Regions from separate parts of the Mus musculus genome. Here region 2 is linked to region 1. Evidence: chromatin contacts called from public Hi-C data. All regions are on one chromosome and are shown on one strand. The core of a region is the stretch at or near the end of the contact, and the rest is flanking DNA. Distances in the headings are between cores, read along the strand shown. Region 1 holds the start of Vkorc1l1 (vitamin K epoxide reductase complex, subunit 1-like 1). Region 2 holds the start of Abhd11 (abhydrolase domain containing 11).

Evidence for each region. Hi-C and Micro-C count contacts between places; a contact is called where the count stands out from the background.
Region 2: a contact with region 1 is called in a Hi-C map of B cells, with 7 read pairs. The contact joins the promoter of Abhd11 here to the promoter of Vkorc1l1 in region 1. A contact is called at or near these places in 1 of 39 promoter capture datasets (cranial neural crest) and 1 of 484 Hi-C or Micro-C datasets (B cells).

Annotation. Positions count from the first base shown.
Region 1 is chr5:129,938,775-129,945,081 of GRCm38.p6, reverse strand. It overlaps Vkorc1l1 (vitamin K epoxide reductase complex, subunit 1-like 1), which reads right to left and starts at 2,973. Exons shown (of 3, transcript NM_027121.4): 1 at 2,717-2,973. The coding sequence starts at 2,910.
Region 2 is chr5:135,005,365-135,011,671 of GRCm38.p6, reverse strand. Abhd11 (abhydrolase domain containing 11) reads right to left here and starts at 2,373. Exons shown (of 6, transcript NM_145215.2): 1 at 1,833-2,373; 2 at 1,555-1,690; 3 at 612-785; 4 at 292-462; 5 at 7-188. The coding sequence starts at 1,960. It also overlaps the pseudogene Rps29-ps.

The DNA.
Region 1 (6,307 bases), core at 1,724-4,223:
TTTACCTAACACTGGTCAGGCCCTGTGTTCAATCTCCAATGCCACTGATCGAGAAAGATTTTTAGTCTAACATATTTTAAGATAACTTTAATTCATTAATTGATGTTACTAAATATTAAATATCATGCTATTGTGTCTTATTCAAAACAAAAACAAAAACTTGACAGATGTGCAGGCAAGGCTATAATTCCAGTCCACAGGAGACTGAGACTGAAGGAGGACTGCTTTCAGTTCAAAGTTGGCCAGATCTACAAAGCAAGAAACAAAACACATGAACATTTGTTTCTTGTGATACAGATTAACTATGAGAATATTTAGTGTATAATTAAATGGTTCAGAAACAATCTCTTAGAGAAAAGCCCACTAGAAGAACTCAAAACATACAGTGAATTACTTCTTACATGGCCAAATAATAAAAAGCCCAGTAAGATTTTTGTATAGACTGCATTAAAAGAAAAATTCTAGGGCTGGAGAGATGGCTCAGAGGTTAAGAGCACTGACTGCTCTTTCAGAGGTCCAGAGTTCAAATCCCAGCAACCACATGGTGGCTCACAACCATCCATAATGAGATCTGATGCCCTCTTCTGGTGTGTGTGAAGATAGCTACAGTGTACTTATATATAATAAGTAAATAAATCTTTAAAAAAAAAAGAAAAATTCTAAAGTTGGTAATAATTATAAATATATTTCATATTAACCTATCCAGTCATTTTTATTTCATGGTTTCTAAGTATTTGAAATATGCTCCTGCATGCTTTTTTTTATTCTGCATTCATTCATTCAATTTGGGGTGTTAAAAACTTAAGTTTAAAAATTCTTTCCAAAGCCGGGCGGTGGTGGCGCACACCTTTAATCCCAGCACTTAGGAGGCAGAGGCAGGCGGATTTCTGAGTTCAAGGCCAGCCTGGTCTACAGAGTGAGTTCCAGGACAGCCAGGGCTATACAGAGAAACCCTGTCTCAAAAAGAAAAAAAAAAAAAAATCCTTTCCAAAGGTGCAAAGAACATTTAAAAATGTGAATGTGTGCATAAAATATACTTGGTGGGCTCAGTGAGAGGACTCAGCTGGTAAAGATGCTTGCCAGCAAGCCTGATGACCTGAGTTCAATCCCTAGGACCCATCTGGTGGGAAACTGACTCCCACATGTTGTCCAATGACCTCCATAAGTGTGTGTGCTACCCCACTCCCAACATAAATATGTGCAATAGAAGCACGATACACTTAGTGGTTCTCAAGGTGTCTAGTCTAAAAGAAAGTCTAGGAGGCCTCAACCTGGATGCAAATAAAACTCCTGAGGGCTCTTCATCACAGATACATTCTGCACTATAAACTCAATGCATTTAAAAAAAAAAAACAAAACTGCTTAATGAGGCCATAATGACAACCATTTTTCTACTAAAAAGTTACAGGAATTCCACTTATAAGCACGAGCTAGCCTAGCCTAGCTGGTCTATGAAAAGGGCTAAGTGGGAAAGATCAACAGCCTTAAGTTTGCAGATAAGAAACTCCAACCCTAGCTTCTTCAAATACTCCTCCACCAATATGGAGGGCAAAATAAACTAGTGAGCTATATACATTTGTGTCTCCCTAGCATTTATCAAAAGGAGGGAATGTAGTGAAATGTTAAGCACTGTTAACAAACATCAAAATATTAGGGGTAGGACTCTCTATTAAAATGTCAAACTATCTATTCTGCAATAATTCTTTTCACTTTTGCTGGTTTTGATGACTGCTATCAGTTTTTTAAAAAGCCTTTTTTAAAAGTGTAAAATACTTTTTTCTAAGAAAAAAAGCTAGCACACTACATAAAATGTTAACAGGAAAAAAAATCGATGGTATTTTCAAGAAACAAAAAATTGTTTAAATAAACCTGCTTAGCAAAGTTTCGTAAATCTAATCTCTTGCGGATTATTCCGCTAATACTAATCAGCAACATGTAAAAGTCATTCTAAGTCACCCACGGTGGTGCATGCTTGTATTTCCCTACTCAAAAGACTGAGGCAGGGGAATAGCTGTAGAGGTTATAGTCCGATGAGTTTCAGGCCAGTGTGGGTCACAACTCAGATCCTTTCATAAAATAACAGTCATCGTAGTACCTAAAATATCACTATACACAAGGTACTCATCGTTTACTCTAAACTTAAAGTAGACCCGAACTCTGGCCATTTTCCCCCTGCTGGGCACACTTCGTGAAATACACAAGGGAGAAAAATCCAAGAAATCAGATAGGGTTAAGTGCTGGTACCTTCCTCTTCCAGAGTAGGGTCAAATGCGTGTCTACCCGCAAATGTCACTGTCGCCTCCAGAAGGCTGCCAATTCTCCTTAACTCTGAGTACAAAGAGGCCTGAGCACCGAAAACACCTGTCCCGAACAACCCAGAGGATAGTGATAAAAGCCACCGGACATATAGCCCCGGGGTAGCAGAGGTCCCAAGACCCCGGGGATGAATGCTGGCTTCGCCGATCTCTGCATCGGGGGTCTTCACACGCCTCTCTCGGCGACAACAGGGAGAAAAGTCACACCGGCCAGGACGCGCCCGCGCCCTCCCGGCTGCACTGTGCCACCTCATCCCGGAGGCCTGCCCTCAGCCGCCGCCCCCCGGTCACCGCCGTCCGGGTCGCGGCCCGGGCCCCGCTCTCTCAGGCCGGAGCTCCCCGCGCGCTCCCCGCCCCCCGCCGCCGCCCGCGTCGCGCTCCCCTCACTCAAGCCGGGCTACCTGGAGGCCAGGGCGGCGGAGCACTTCACCCAGGGCCCCAGGTCGCAGAGGGCCCGGTGCTCCGGGTCCCTCTCCTTCTCCCGCTCCACGTGGTAGGCGTAGATGGAGAGCAGGATCCCGGCGGCGCACACTGCATACCGGGCCACCCGTTCCCAACGCGGCACCGACACTCTCAGCAGGACGGGCGCCGCCATCTTCCCCCCTCCGCCGCCGCCGCCGCCTCCCTCCGCCTCCACCTCAGACGCCGCCGCCCGTCGGGGCCCGACCCAGCCGCCGCCGCTGCCGCCACCGCCTCCGCCGCCGCCGCCGCCGCCGCCACCACCGCCGCGCCCCATTGGCTCGGTCGCCTCCTCCGGGCCCCGCCCCCACAGGCGCGCGGCCCAACCGCCCCGAGAGGAGTGAGGCGGACTGGGCGGGGAAGGCGCGCGCGGACACAGAGGGAGGGGCGGAGCGCGCAACCGCCAGGGAGGCGGTGCGGCGCATGCGGAGGGCGGGGTCTGAAAGAGGGAAGGGCTTGAGGAGGGGCGGAGCTTGACCAGAATTGGGGCGGAGCGAGAAAGCCGCTCATAAGTGTGGAGGGAGGAGGCGGAGCGCGCAACAGCGGGGAGGTGGTGCGGCGCATGCGGAGGGCGTGGCTGACGGTGGGCGTGGTTTGATTTTAAAGGGGCGGGTGGGAAAACCGCGCGCGGGCGGGGAAGAGGCGGAGGTTGTAAGCAGCCAGGGTTGCGTGGCGCAAGTGAAGGGTGGTGCTGAGAAATGGGGTTCGTTACACTGGAGGGCGCGGTCAGAAGGGAGGCGGAACAAGGTGGGGCGGGAGCGAAGGGAAGGGGCGGAGCGCAAAAACTCTGGTGTGCTGGATGGGGCAGGGGCGTGACCAGGAAGGATGAGGGGTGTGGCCTAGGAAAGGGGTGAGGCGAGAGGTGGTTTGGCTTAATCTTAGGGTCTGTTACAAGGGATCGATTTCAAAGATACTACTACAATGCTTGACTGGGCAAGCCCTTGGCTCCTGGTAGCAATCAGTTGCCTTTCTGCACACACACACATTTCCGTCGTTATCACTTGATATTTCTTATCCAATCCAAATTGTCCCTGACCAATGGCTCCAGAGCTCCAGAGACACGTTTGTGTGACATGATCTTCCCCAGGCACCACCTCCAGGCGTCTTGTGTTCAACATGTGAGAAACTTTTTTCTTAAATGCGCAAAACTATTTTTACATTTAAAAAAACCTATTTTTAAATGGGTTCATGAATACTTCTCTATAATTTGGATTTGATGTGGCTTTAACATAATCCATACTAAAAGGATAAAAATGAACTTTAAAAAAAAAGCTCAAAAACTTGGAAAAAGGGAAATCAGAAGAAAACGAAACGTGAGGAGGTCATAGAGGCTTGCAAAATTGTTAAAATTGAGCCATAACTGATTCTGAGCTTCCTTGCTGTCAAAACTGGACAGGAAAACCCATGTAAGGATATCTGTGTCTACAAAGAAACAAGCTGTTGATGGAGATTGCTAGCTTTTGCTTCAATGCAGCTCTTAGGCTTTGGGGGCATCACCTAGTGATTTTGATTAATAAGTAATGTTCTTCAATTAATTATACAATGTTGGATAACAAATCACCCCAATTTTTTGCAGCTTTAAGCAAGCTAATAAACTGGGTGTCTGTTTGTTTTGTTTGGGGTTTTTTTTTTTTCATTTTCTCTGCGTCAGGAATCTTCCGGCTCAGTCTCTCCACCTTTCCCTCTCTCTTTCTCTTCCTCTCTACCTTGGATCAAATTAAGATGTGAGGCATGGCTGTAGTCATCTCAAACCCTGAGAGTCCTCTTTCAGGTTCTCTCCTATGGCAGTGAGAAGGCTGCAGGTCCTCCCTGGGCAGTAACAACAGCTCCAATTTACACCTCCAGAAAACACAGCTGGCTTCCATCCCACCCACCCAAAGTAAGGGGTTGAAGAAAACAAGTTTTAGCTCAACAGTAGAATACTTGACTAATACATGTAAAGCTCTAGGTTAAACCTCCAAAAAAGGAGAGAGAGGGAAGAGATGGGGTCAGAGTCTCTAAAAAGGACATTATTGATTTGTGTGTGTGTTCACATATGTGTGGGTACAAAAAAAAAATCGCTGACTATAATCGTCCCTGACTTACCTCCTTGAGACAGAGTATCTCACTGAATCTGGAATCTGTGGTTTGCTTAGCTAGGCTGGCTGGCCAAGTACGGAGGATCCATCTGTCTCTGCCTCCAGTGCAAGAGTTACAAGTAAGGACAGCCACAGACAACCACATTAAATAGGAGGAGCCAAAGATTTGAACTTAGGTCCTCACACTGAGGCAGCAAGCATTTTTACCGAGCCATCTCTCCAGCTTGAGTCTTTTGTTATTCCGTGATCAGAAACGATAGCCTATGACTTTCATACATTCTGTTACTTAGAAGGTCGTCGCACCAGGTGGTGTCATCTGCGCCTCAAGACAAGCACCCATAAATGCCTATGACTGAAGCTCTGAGGGATCCAATGACCTCTTCCGACCTCCATGGCCCAGACACATATGTGCATCTCTCTCTGTCTCTGTCTCTGTCTCTGTCTCTGTCTCTCTCTCTCTCTCACACACACACACACACACACACACACACGTACACTTTCGTAATTTTAAAAAAGGAGAGTATTGGACTGGCAAGATGGTTCAGCAGATAGGCTCAGCGGGTAAGAGCACTAACTGTTCTTCCAAAGGTCCTGAGTTCAAATCCCAGCAACCACATGGTGGTTCACAACCATCCATAATGAGATCTGACTCCCTCTTCTGGCGCTTCTGGAGCATCTGAAGACAGCTACAGTGTACTTATGTATAATAATAAAAAATAAATCTTTTTTTAAAAAAAGGCAGGGGGGGAAGTATATAGGACTTAAGTTCATCTGCTTGCTACTCCAAAGCTAATACTTGAGAGAAAATTGGTTGAAAGAAAACAGATTTAAGAGCAGAAGATGGCTGGGCAGTGGTGGTGTACACCTTTAATCCCAGCATTTGGGAGGCAGAGGCAGGCGTATTTCTGAGTTCAAGGCCAGCCTGGTCTACAGAGTGAGTTCCAGCTACACAGAGAAACCCTCCTGTCTGGGGGGGCGGGGAGCAGAAGATGACTCAGTTCCCTGTGGAGATGGGGAGAACCACCTGAAGGGACTCAGGACCGCAAAGAGTTGTTTATAGGAAAGAGGGAAAGAGACAGTGGGACAGTAGGCAGAAAAGCTACAAAGATCAGAGTGCCTCTCTTACTGGGCACTCCCCAACTCCATACCACCTGGAAATTCTTAGGCAGACACACTGCCTCTCTACAGGTTAAATTCTATAAAGGACCAATCAGTCCCTCAAAGGAAGAAGAAAGAGCTATTTCCAAAAGCAGGAAGAGACAACCAAAGAGACAAGGCAGGAGACCGGGGCTGAAGCATAGTCTGTGGTAGAATGCTCGACTAGCAGACACAAGAATGGCAGGTGCTCCCAACCACACCTGACTGCCACTTCTGAGGTCCGTCTATTTTTCTTCTTTTTATTTTTTATTTTATTTATTTATTTTTTTTTTACTGAAGCTGGTTCCCTGATTCTTT
Region 2 (6,307 bases), core at 1,124-3,623, 5.1 Mb before region 1:
GCTTACTGTACATATGTAGAATTTCCACCAAGCAGGAAGAGAGTTGGCCCCGAGTAGGGTTCACGTTGCTGAGGAAAGGTCATTATCTTGTCCAAGTGCTGAGCTAACGTATCCAAGTTCAGTCTCCAGGAGAATCGCCCACCCACCTCTACCAGGTTAGTGAGCAGGAACTGCCGAATGCCCGCTTCCTGTGGGGAGACCTGGCAGCTGTGAAGGGGCTCCCTGTGAGGCCCACCCACCACTTTTCCTCTGACACACACCATGGGGAAAGGGGGGGGGGGCGTGCGTCACCTTGACAACCGAACTAAGCTGCTTATCCGCCAGTTTTCGGGCTTGGGAGTGCGGCACCTTCTCTGGGATCTCAACAGCCTTCATGGCTGCTATGAAGGCTCCAATGTGTGATCCAGGTGTGGTTCCTACCGGGCTTATGTCTACAACAACCAATCGTTCCACAACATCTGGCTGGGAGACAGAATCAGACCAGAGCAGGTCCCAGACAAACTCTGAGCCGCCAGCAGAGTTTCTGGACCTGGCCATCCAAAGTGTGGATGAGTCCCACGTTATCAATGGGCTTAGAGTGCATTAAGAGGACCCAGATAGGTGTAGCTTACCCTCTGCAGTGCCAGGAGCATGGCTGTCTTTCCTCCCATGCTGTGGCCAACGAGGACGCAGGGCACCAGACCCAGCTGTGGAAGGAGGCCCTGAAGGTCCTGACTCATGGCCTCATAGCTTGCGTCTGGACTGTGGGGGCTGTCACCGTGGTTCCGGGCATCCACCGTCAGCACCTGCGATGGGGGTGAAACAGGAATGGTGTTACTTTGACTACAGACAACGAAAAGCCTGATAGGGTCCACAGAGCAGCTAGGGAGAGAAGTCTGGAGACATAAGTATGTGTGTGTATGTGTGTGTGTGTGTGTGTGTGTGTGTGTGTGTGCGCGCGCGCATGCGCACGTGCAGAGGTTAATATTGAGCAACTTCCTTAGTTGCTTTATTATATACACACATGTATGCATGTGCGCAAGTTATATCTTCGCAAGCACGTGCCATGGTGTACATGTGGAGATCAAATGAGAACTTCAGGTGCCAAGGAGAGAGGGCATGCAGACCAAAGGAGGATCAGAGTAGTCAGGGAGCAAATGGCTTAAATGGCTGGGTTAACAGGAAAGAGACGCTGGGGGACGGGAAGCCTCTGGACTGGAAAGGTTTATAGTAAGGGGTCGGGGGTAACAAGAGCAGAGAGCTGCCACTCGTACTGAGTAAGCCAGGAGGCTAGAGTGTGCTTTGGCATGCTAGTAGGTGCCACAAAATTGTCCCAAGTTTCTTTGGGACCTGACAAAGAGACCTGTTATGTCTCAGTAACATAAATGGACTAACTGTGGGGCATCTTACAGGACCAGGCCTCTTCATAGATGTTTTACGGTTTACTGGGCACTGAAACTTTCCATTTTCAGGTCACCAAGAGCCCAGACCTGAGTGATTGAAACTAGGTCCACTGCCCTCAGCCTTACCCCTTAGCCCCCGCCCACCCATGCACCGCCCCATCCGGAAGCTCACCCTCCGGCCAGTCCTCTGAACCATTGCCTTGGCGAGGGAGTTGAAGTTGGTTTTGCTGCCGAAGAGCCCATGCAAAAAGACGATGGCTGGGAGTGTCGCGTCTCCATCTAGAAGATTATAAGACAGCGGCAGCGGCCTGGAAGGTGGGGGCCACCATGGAGTAAGGGGGAGGAGAGAGTGAAAGAAAAAAGGGGCGAGGCCAAAGGAGAGGCGGGGCCAGCTAAGCCGCGTGCGAAGTGGACCAGTGGAGAACAACCCTCCCAGTGCCCTTGGCTGACCTCAGATCGGCGTTTTCTTGGCCACTACTGCGGCTGCTACAGAACGTGACAGGAACCGCCAAACGCCTGGGAGAGGAGGCACCGAGTACCCCACGGGGGACCCTCCACGCTCGCGCCCAGCGGAGCATGCCCACAGCCCGCAAAGTGTGCTTCCTAGGGCTGTCCTGCGCACGCTCCGCCTTTCAGAGCCCTGTCTATTCCAACTAGGGCTCCGCCTTTTCCCCCGCCCCCCCCCCATCGAGGCGCCACTTTAGGCCACGTGGTCTAATGTATTCCCGGAGTCAGTTCAGCCCCCTCCCAAAGCAGAAGCTTCTTGGACGCAGCCGCTAGACGACCCCAGCCCTTGCACGTTACACATTTCCTGCAGCCACTTTGAGCCTGGTCTGTAGGACTAGCTGGCTTGGTAACAGGCTGGGCGTAGCCATACAGCGCTAGCCCTGCCCCCTTGCGCCACTACGCAATTCCTACAGACGCTGTGAGCCGCTTAGAGACCAGTTCCCGACCAGGACCAGGGAAGCGCTACGTGGGACTGGTCCCTCCTCTGGGACAATATACAATCCCCTTTAGATCTGTGAGCCCCTGCCACGCCCTGGACGGGGTCACCAACTGGCTTGTTCTTCGCACCGTCACTCAACCGTCGTAGCCACTGCCAGGCACCCGGACGTAGGCTTCTTAGCCACACCTTGCGGAGCCACCGGGGACTCTGGGACCGCCTCCTGCATCATTACGTAATTCCCACTTTGCATGCATCTGCGAGTTCAGTTCCTTGGCCACGCCCTATCGTAGGCGGGGCTGTAAGAGGCCCTTGCACGGTTTCGCAACATTTTAAACTGCTCTAGCTCCCGGAATTGGACTCCTTGACCACGCCTTGGGCGGAGCTACCCGATTGTGGCACCGGCTTTTGCGCCATTACGTAATCCTGCCGGGTTCTGTGCACACTTCCCTGAACCCCTTGACAACGTCGTAGGCCACGCCTCTTCTTTTAAGAGCTTCTTAGTCTTCTAGTGTTTCCCTACTGGCGATCAGAGGTCCTCAGTTCGAGGCGCAAGTGTGGGGCGTGTCCCTAGCAAACTGAGAAGTCCTTTCTCGGCTGGCGAGCGGACCCCACCTGGCCTGCTCCTCTGTCCTCAGGCACCGCCCTGGGTGGGTACCATGCTCTCTGTGCCTCCGGCATGGTCAGGAGGCGCCAGGAGTGATTCTTGTTCCAGCTCCCGCCAGCTCTCTGGCGCCTTGCTCCGTAGTTGGGAGCCCTGTCAGGCTCCCCAGAGCACGAGTGCTTTGTCTCTCTGTCTCCTCACAGGAAACACCTAGGAGGAAGGGGCTTTCGCTCGATCTCCTCACTTAATCGATTAACTGAGGTGCAGAAAGGGCAAAGGATTGGGCCAACAGGCAGAACCAGAGTCTTAGTCCAGTCTTCCGTTCCTGGTCCAGGTCAATTTGAAAAACCAGGATTAAACCCTTAGCCAGGGATTTGTACTGTAGTTACCTGCACTGAATAGAGATGGCTCCGGGCCAGGTGTAGTGGCTACAATTTTAATCCCACACATTGGTGGCAGAGGCAAGCGGTTCTCTATGAGTTCAAGGCCAGCCTTGTATATAAGAGTCCAAGAACATCTAGAAATGCATAGAAAAACTCTGTCTCAAAAAAGAAAAAAGGAAGGAAGAAAGAGCCCTCATTAACAACCCGCCATTAGCAGAGAGTGGCAACCCTCTGCCCAGACTGCACCGCATTCTGCACCCATTTCCCCCAGAAAGCCTGCCCCCTGCTGTCTCCCCTCATAGTCTAGGGAAAGTCCCCGCAGCCCTCTTCTGCTGCGGTCCATCCTTTAGCAGTTCCGGAGCTGGTTTGGTCATAGCAAACACATCTGCTGGGGCGCCTTCAGGACTCCTTGTTACTGAAGTAGCACTTCAAACCCTCCAGAGTCCTTCCCAGCATCCTCAGCCGGGCACCAAGCCTCTGGCTCTTAGGTCCCTTTTGTTCTTTGTCAGCGCTGGTGGCCTTCGGTGCCACTAGTTGCCTAGACACACACACACACACACACACACACACACACACAGATTTATTTATTTTGCTTTATGTGTCTGAGTGTTTGCTTGAATGTATGTCTGTGTACCACGCCTGTACCTTGTGCCTTCAGAGTTGAGAGGAGGGCATAGGATCTCCTGGAACTGGAATTGCAGGTGGTTGTGAGCCACCCTGTGGGTCCTGGGGACCATACTCCAGCAAGAACATCATGTGCTCTTAATTCCTGAGTCTCCAACCTGTCTTGGTTTTGAGACAGGGTCTCTTTATTATACAGCTCTGACTGCCCTGGAACTCACTATGTAGACCAGGCTGGCCTCAAGCTCACAGAGATTCATTTGCCTCTGTCTCCAGAGTGCTGAGATCAAAGATACGTGCCTACACCTGACAACTGGTTTATGGTTGTTGTTTGTTTGTTTTGCTTGATTTTAGACAAGATCTTATGTATCCTAGGCTGGCCTTGAACTCCTGATCCTCCTGCCTCCATCTCCCAGATTCTGGAACCCCAGATGTTCCTTTTTGATTGTTTTTGTTCTGTTTTGAGACAGGATATCAGTATGCAACCCAAGGTGCCCTCACATGTGTGTGTCGGTCCAGAGCTTATGCATGATCCTGTTGCATGATCCACACTGAGTGTCCAAGCCTGCATCACCACACCTGCCTGCCTTAGATTATCTTTCTATGGTTATCTATTGAATAAACGCTGTGTTATAAAGTGATTTATAAATAAGCAAATCCCTCTCACACAATACATTTTATACTTTCAGTATCAAAAAATATGCTTTCTGCACTTATTCACTATCAAAACCTAAAGATCCGTGACAGAGTTAGAACTAGAAAACAGTTATCTTTGTATCCTCTTCCAGTTTTTGTGTCCAGTGCCTGCATTCAGTCCTTTCTTGTGACCTATATTTGCATGCTCTTTCTTTCTTTCTTTCTTTCTTTCTTTCTTTCTTTCTTTCTTTCTTTCTTTCTTTCTTAAGTTCTTCACATTTTTATTCTTTGTGCACAAAGACTAGCATGATCGGTTCCACTTGGTAGTTAGTCGAACAATCCATTCAAGGTCGCTTAGTCCAACTTAATGACGCCTATGTCCTTTGAGTACTGACAGAAGCACTGGCGGCACATGTTCAGCCCGTATTTGTGGATCAGACCGTGGTGGTTAGAGCAGATACAGCAAGAGCGGGAACCCTGGCTGACCTTCCGTGGGTGACTCCAGGTAGAGCTGCTGGTGACCCACCTTGCCTTCAGACGCCCAAGGAGGGAAAAGGCATGCCCTCCCTCCCTCCCTCCCTCCCTCCCTCCCTCCCTCCCTCCCTCCCTCCCTCCCTCCCTCCCTCCCTCCCTTCTTTCTTTCTTTCTTTCTTTCTTTCTTTCTTTCTTTCTTCTCCTTCTTCTTCTTTTTGGTTTTTTGAGATAGGATTTCTCTGTGTAGCCCTGGCTGTCCTAGAACTCACTCTGTAGACCATGCTGGCTTCAAACTCAGAGATCCACCTGCCTCCTGTGTTTTGGGATTAAAAGCGTATGCCACCACCACCCCACCCCACTCCCATTTATGTTCCTCTGGTTCTCACGTGTACATATGTTGCATATCTACATATTTTATTGGCTAGATTTGCGTATGACAGAGAGCATGTGGCTTTTCTTCCTCCTGCGATCCTGTGCCCTTTAAATATATTTTGCTGTATTTTATGGGATGTGTATATGTGTTTGGCCTACATGCATGTCTGTGTACCACATGCCTGTCTGGTGCCTGAATGTACCAGAATAGGACATCAGATCTCCTGGGACTGGAATTATGACCGTGAGCCACCATGTTGGTGCTAAGAATCAAACCTAGGTCCTCTGCAAGTGCAGCCACTAAATCATATCCTTTATTTTTGAATGGTACCAAGGATTGAACTTAGGGCCTCCTAGCCCTCTTTTTACCTTTGACTTTGAGACAGAGTCTTACTAATCAACCCATACTGGCCTTGAACATCTGGCCCTCTCACTTAGCCCCATGGATAACAGGAATTATAGACCTGAGCCACCAAGCCTCGCCCTGTTTTAGGATACAATGTTAACTGCTGTCTCTCTCACCAAGCATCCACACTTTAACTTTTATTTTCCAGACAGGGTTTCTCTGTGTAGCCCTGGCTGCCCTGGAACTAGCTCCATAGACTAGGTTGGCCTCCAACTCAGAGATCCTCCTGCCTCTGCATCCCTGAGACAAAAGGCATGTGCCACCATACTCAGCCTGACACTACTCATTTCTAGCCCACATTCACAAAGGATTTGACTATAATTTAAGTCTACTAAAGGACCTCCAAGGGGCTGGGGCGATGGCCCAGCAGATGCAAGTTCTGACTGCTCTTCCAGAGGAACTGGCTTCATTTCTAAGCACCCACATAGCAGCTCACAACTGTCACTAACTCCAGTTCCAGGGATCCAATGCTCTCTTCTGGCTTCC